2 separate regions of the Rattus norvegicus genome follow, and region 2 is linked to region 1. Evidence: chromatin contacts called from public Hi-C data. All regions are on one chromosome and are shown on one strand. The core of a region is the stretch at or near the end of the contact, and the rest is flanking DNA. Distances in the headings are between cores, read along the strand shown. Region 1 has its middle 390 kb from the start of Trnap-agg60. Region 2 has its middle 150 kb from the start of Smarca2.

The links. Hi-C and Micro-C count contacts between places; a contact is called where the count stands out from the background.
Region 2: a Hi-C map of the A7r5 cell line shows a contact between it and region 1, with 5 times the contacts expected there. The contact joins two enhancer-like sites. A contact is called at or near these places in 4 of 12 Hi-C or Micro-C datasets (the A7r5 cell line, hepatocytes, kidney and 1 more).

What each region holds. Positions count from the first base shown.
Region 1 is chr1:233,203,213-233,206,465 of GRCr8, forward strand. No RefSeq gene overlaps it. Among named protein-coding and RNA genes, the nearest start is that of Trnap-agg60, 390 kb to the left of the region's middle. Within about 2 kb of position 1,894, at least 3 of the 93 cell types and tissues checked have an H3K27ac peak or open chromatin away from gene starts, as enhancers often do. A contact at or near this core is called in the A7r5 cell line, where this site is marked.
Region 2 is chr1:233,468,230-233,471,570 of GRCr8, forward strand. No RefSeq gene overlaps it. Among named protein-coding and RNA genes, the nearest start is that of Smarca2, 150 kb to the right of the region's middle. Within about 2 kb of position 1,877, at least 7 of the 93 cell types and tissues checked have an H3K27ac peak or open chromatin away from gene starts, as enhancers often do. A contact at or near this core is called in the A7r5 cell line, where this site is marked.

The sequences.
Region 1 (3,253 bases), core at 644-3,143:
TAAAAGTCACACAGAATAATACAAACACGTGGATACAAGTAGAAATGAATGAATCTGAAAAAAAAATCAGTGGGTTGTGCCAGTGTCAATATCTGACAGTGGTTTTGTACTAAGGTTTTGTAAGATATTATTATTGAGACATATAGAAGGTGATGGGATATTTCTTATAATTGCCTAGAAGTCTACAGTCACTGCACATAAAACTATTTCAATGACAATGTAAACTGTATCAAGTGTCCATTTCACTGAAAAATATTTGACTTTGTGTCTCCCCTTAGAGTCAAATGAAAACATCTTTCTGAGTCATAAATGGTTTCCCATCATCCATGCTTTGTCATTCTTTCTCCCTCCCTTTTTCTCCCTCTCCCTTCCTCTCTCTTTCCCCTCCCTCTGATTCACAGATGCTTTTCCCTGTTATGGCCATACAAATCTGTTTCCCTTTCTGAGCCTGCATATTTCTTCCTTGCATCAGAATTCTTCTCCAAGTCCTTAATACAGATGTTTCAGTCTCATCCATAAATTCAAATGTTAACCTTTCAGAGTGCGCACCTCCCTCCGATCAGCTAACCTAAAATGACTTCCTTGATTGTCAGATTACTTTTATCACATTATTAACTCTAGCTATGATGAGAATCTCTTGTCTACATTCTCTCTCTCTCTCTCTCTCTCTCTCTCTCTCTCTCTCTCTCTCTCTCTCTCTGTCTGCATAAAGCATGTTCTATACCTGCAGTGGTTTTCTGCTCTGTTTTCTTTCTTCTATGCCAGTTCCAAACTCAGTATCCAATTCCTGGTAGGTGTTCACTAAATATCTGCTAAGTGAACATTTTGGAGAAGATTTAACCAGGAAAATTATGTGAATCAAAGGACTTAGGGCACAGGTCTCTGACAATAATAAAGATGCTTAAACTTCGCTTTTAGAGGCGAGAAAAGACATACTCCTGATGGAAACCAAAAACAATTTCCTAGGGCTTATTCTTTTTTTCTTTTGAACACATGCACAGGTGAGTTCAGACGCAATTAGCCACAGGTGGCCCATTCCCTATACTCCAGACCCGAGAGCGAGGTGTGTTCTCCACCCTGGGATGAAGAAACAAGGTCAGAAGCTATCCAAAGCATGTGCTTTAGGTAGGGAAAACGCTTTATTCTACTTCATTGTCACAGTCATTATGTCCCCGTTGCTAGTGTGATAGCACCTTCATTTCAAGCAAAAACACTCAACTCTTTGGATGAAATATGTTTGCTCTTCACCAGCACACTGGCCAATTTCCATCATGAAATATGGCTTCAAAGCAAGACTCAGGAGAGCGAGGTGGGCCTTTGGAACTCTTAACACACCCCCCCCCCACCATGTTTTCCTTATTTGCTGCCGCCGCTAGGCCTCTGGCTAGACAGAAATTGTATCTTCATCTCCTGTCTGTGGTAGTCAGTTCCAGCTACTATAGTAAGACAGATGCGGTTGGCTTGAATAGTAGGAATATCTCCTACTTCTGGAGACTGGTAAGTCTGGGACCAAGAAGCCAGCTGACCTGGTGAAGCTGCTTTCTGTTCCCTTATGTGTTTGTTGGGAGATGAGAGTGAGGTAGAGAGAAGAAGCAAGCTCACTTCTACCTTTTGAGGAAGCACCATTGATCATATCATAAGGACTGTAGTCTCAAGATCCTATGAGTTCTTCAAAGCCTGGACTCTGATACTATCACATTGGAGATCAGGGCTTTTAGGAAGAGACATATGCAGATCATAACCTTTGTTAACCCAATTCCTACTCCCTTCCTCCTCTGCCAGGCTTACCAAAGCAAAATGCTTAACCTTTTCCTCCTGTTGGACTCCGGAAGTATGAGAAATGCAGAGTGAAGCATGGTTTAGTGGAATCAAGAATTTCCAGAATGATAAGAATGTGAACTAAGGTTTAGAAAGGAAACTAAAACTGTCTGTGTGGGCCAAACAATTGACCTTTGAGTTTGCAATTGACTTTCAAAAAGTCTTAAGACTGAGAAGGGTTTTCTGCCAGTGGTAGAATTCCAACATCCTCAGTACACCTTCCTTCCTAAATCAGTAGCTTAAAGATGTTTTCTTTATTGGCTTTATAGACCTATATTATAAATAATTGATAAAAAGTCTGACTATTCCAAGCTGGGAGGATGTTTTCTATGAGTTTGAAAACTACTCCAACACACGCATGTTAATCTCCTGGACTAGCAAACATGGACTTGGTGTTCTTCACTAAACATCCATCACTGTCAAAACTTCTAAGAATTAGGGTGCTCCAGGACTTAATCCTTAATTTGCTACCCCAACTCTTTGCACTTAAGCGTTCTGTCCAGTTCCTTGAACTTAGATGTTCTCTAACTTCTGACAAGCACAACTATATGGTACAGGCCCTGCATTACCCTCAACCCTCAAATCCTCTCTAGAGCAACACATGGAAATTTCCCCACTGGCCTTAGCCTATCATGACTAAAACTTGACTTACATCCAAATCATTCTCTGTACAAAGTCTTTGAGTCATTTGTCTTTACTCACAGTGGTCTGGACTCTACTCTTAGTGGACAGTAGCTCTCACTCAGTGTGATCCTTACTCCCTGTTATGGGTCATGCCAAATCTTTCTCTTGCTGTTCTCCTAAAGCCATTGGTGCCACTCTTCCCTATAGTCCATGCTTCTTCCTAAAGTTCTTGACCCTGCTTTCCTCCTGTTGGACATCGTATCACTGAAATACTGTCCTCATCCCTCAGTTCAGGTCTCTCTTTGCTCAACCATTAGCCCTTCAGAAATGCCATTCCTGATACTTGTTTAAAACAATAAACACTCATCAATATCATTCACTGCTTCCTCTATTACTATATCCTCACAACAAGATCACACTTGCTTTATAACTTTCTTATCTGTCTTTCTAGATGGATGCTCTGTTAGAACAGAGAATGTCTCTCATTTATTCTTGTATTTATAGCCCACAAAGCACACTTAGCACAATAAATATTTTTTCAACTCATTTTTTCAGAAAAGAGAAAGCAAGACTCACAAGATTGAAAAGCCAGGAAATAGGAAACCAAGTCAGTAGTTTAAGAAACTACAAAGTTTAGTGTATCTCTGTGGTTCTGTATGTCTGCTTCGCCACTGGGGTGTTGGAGCACCACTCAGGGAGGTGAAATGCAGGGTGCTAGGCTGTTGGGGTGTCAGACTCATGGGACACCAACATGCTGCTCAGGGGAGGCAAAACACAGTCTAAGATAGGGGTTCCAGCCTGTGTTTCTCCA
Region 2 (3,341 bases), core at 627-3,126, 260 kb after region 1:
TCGAGGACAAGAGCCTCGCCATAGTATTTCTTCTTGCAAAGCAACTGTGTCTGCCTCTCTTTGGCCAACACACCCTACCTCTTAATGAATAGTCTACCAGGTTATTGCCAAGGCCAGAAGAAGTAGTTGAGCCCCTTAGGAAAACTGCTTTTCTTGTCTGAAAAGTAGCATGTGCCTACATCTTCCTATAGCAGTTTTACATGGCAGGTTCACTAGTGCCACAATGCACAAGAGCTCAACCGAGCTGGAATCTGAACTGTTTATATGTTGTGTGGCCTTAGGCAAATTATTTGGTCACTTTGTGCCTCAGTTTCTTCATCTATAAAATAGAAATATTTTTTTAAATGTAAAAATCCAATCCAATTTTTAGAACTGAGTGAGTTCATATAGATGCAGTGCCTGGCCCATGAAAGCACTTATGTAAGTGCTGGCTCAATAGCAGTAACTGGGTTCACACACAGGCAATCATCTCCCTCTCTCTTTCCGCTGAACACAACAAAATGGTCTTCTGTTACTTCAAAGCCACTCCTCAATGGCACAGCTACTTGATAGTCACAACCTGCAATAATGATTGGCCCACGACATTGTGCTAAGATGGGCTTCTTACCCAGAATGCAATGAGATGCTAGAGACCCATTAGCCTTCTTCATTGTATGTGTAATTAGCCAAATCTAGTAGAATCCTGTATGACCTTTTCTAATATCCTAAAATGGGAAGACAGCTTTGCCAAGCTAGGATTAGAGTTACTCTCTTGCACAGATTAAAATATTCATCTTTGAACATTATGTACTCCTCCAGAGTTCCAGGTAGACGAAACTAGAGTCTTCTCTTGAAGCTTCCCAAAGAACCTGCTTGCATTTTTTTTCCCGATCAACTGCTTAGACTATATTTTCTTCTGTTGTTCTTCTGTCCACTTTATGGATATTCAGGAATAATTGGATCCAGAAAAACCAGCTTCCTCAGTTGGGCTACTTGCTGTCCTAAAAGTCTGCTTAATTTTAAGTGCTTCTGGGTTATTTGCTGTGGATACTGGAATACACAACTTATCTATAAGCAGGGAACCATCCCACTATCATTCCTCCTTTCTAGACTTCTACTTCTGGAAAATTACTACAGGTTTCATTGGTACTCAGTGACAATCCACCAATATAAAAGCCACCACAGGACAAGGCCACCTCTAATTTGCATTGACCACAACCTTCCCTCCTCTTAATTACAAAACACAAATCACTCCACCTCCTCTGGTACGGAAGAAATTGACCTCTACTCCCCCCTGGTGGACCGTTAGAGTATGCTGGGTGAATCACTTCAGAAATAGCCATGGGGGCCCTCAAGACTTATTAAATCAAGCTCCTTCTTAGGAACCTGCCCTGTTCTCATTCAAATGCTGATTATTTATAACTAGAACATAATTTACCCCCACATGGTCTAGTATTTTTGTCCTTTTCTTCCAGGTTTTCTTCCCCTATTAGCCAAAGGTAGCATTCGTTATCATAATTGCCTGGCGACTTGTCGGTCTCCTTAAATAGACTAGGCACAGCAGAAATCCAATATTATTAAGTGATTTTCTGGAGGCCACATAATCAGGAGAGACTCCCAATATAGAAGCCAGGTTTCTCTCTCCATGGTCTGTTGTGCTGTTCATTAGCACAGCATCCTGTGTTCTGAAATCTCTTTCCGAGAAGAAACACTGAGATAGCCAACAAGGGGTACAGAGAGAATAGGGATTCTGCTCTTGGCTCGGTCACATCCTGCCGGTACTTCTCATCTGAACAATGAGGGTGGTTTGCTTAGATGAGTGCTAACATCTGGTCTAACTCTACATGTTGAAGATTCAAGTCGAAAGGATGGTGACTCACTCACAAGGATGGGGACTCATTTAATCATTCGACAAATATGTACTTGCTTCATGATTGTTTATTCTGCATCTCCTTCTATGTCAAGCACACTGGTGAAAAAAATTACAATGACCCTGCCCACTGAGAAAGCATGTGGTCACCCTTGTGGTGCCACTGGGCCATATCCCATATCAATTATCCTGGTAAATGGCGTGACAAGGATTTCATAAGTATACTATTACTACAGGATTCTCTCTAGAACAAGGATACGTGTTTGTTCTCATAATGCTAGAAGAGCAATGAAGATTAGCATCCATTTTATTCTTAAAGCAAGCAAATCCCAATAAACAGGAACTGCCCAACACCTTGGCCATGTCCAGAAGCAGGTTTCCCCTTCCTGTTAATGCACAGCTTCCTAGATCAAGACATTGATTCACTGTCCTGCCAAGATGCCAACAGGAGTGTCCAATTAGTGCCAATTTGTTTCTTGTAACCTGGGCACCTGTCACCAAAGAACCTGATAAAAATAACCAACTCAGTCACCATGGATCCAAACAAGGCTCAAACTAATCATGCAGAGGTAAATAGGAAGACTTCAAATCCCACTGCAAAGCCTCCCAGGGACCCGGTCCCTCCACCCGTCGTGGTCACATTTATGCTTTATTTCTGAATAATGGCAAGACACCAACTGGCAATTGATTTTTTTTCCTTAAATGCAAGTTATCAGCCCTTCCTTCCAGCCAGCTGCGGGCTTCCCCCTGGCGGTTCAGGACTCATAGTGATAATGGATTATCTCTCCTTTTAATAGCAAACCACTTTCCACTGAGATGGAATGAAAGTTGTGGAGGAGAAGTGAATCCACCGAGAACTCTTTCAACTCTCTTCAGAAAGCACCTCTAGTTTGCACATTAAAAAATAATAATAATAATAACCTTTAAAAATCTAACCAGGCTTCGGCTACGTGGTTGAGCCAGCCACCAGGGTTGTGCTGGTTACATCTGAATTAGCACCGCTTGACAATCATTTCCAAACTCTACCTCATGCCAGCAGTTTTGCTCCCAGGGTGTGCAGTGGTAAGGGGCAGATGCCTTCGAAGGAGCTACTGGGTGGAGATTAGGAACAATAAGCAAATGAGCAGGCAGGACATTTTTACAAAATCACCCAGGCAAGAAAATCAGCACGTCTTACTCTTCAATAGTGGGCTCATCTAGCCTGCTGCTTGACGGGAACAGAAATGCCCAGAATCTAAATCTGCCACAGGAGGGGGTTTTTTTCTTGCCTCCTCACAGTGCTGTGAGCTGAATGGTAGATTGCATCACCTCCATTGTAAGGCCACTCTCATTATGAGAAACCAAACACAGAGTCTGGCTCCTAACTGGAGTATTAATAATGAAAATGGATTATGTGCGTCCTGTTTGCTAAGCAATTATCCGAAGGCAGGGATGGAGTCCAGATTTTTTTTGCCTCGATGCCTGAGTGGCAGGCGTGAATAGATAGACAGGT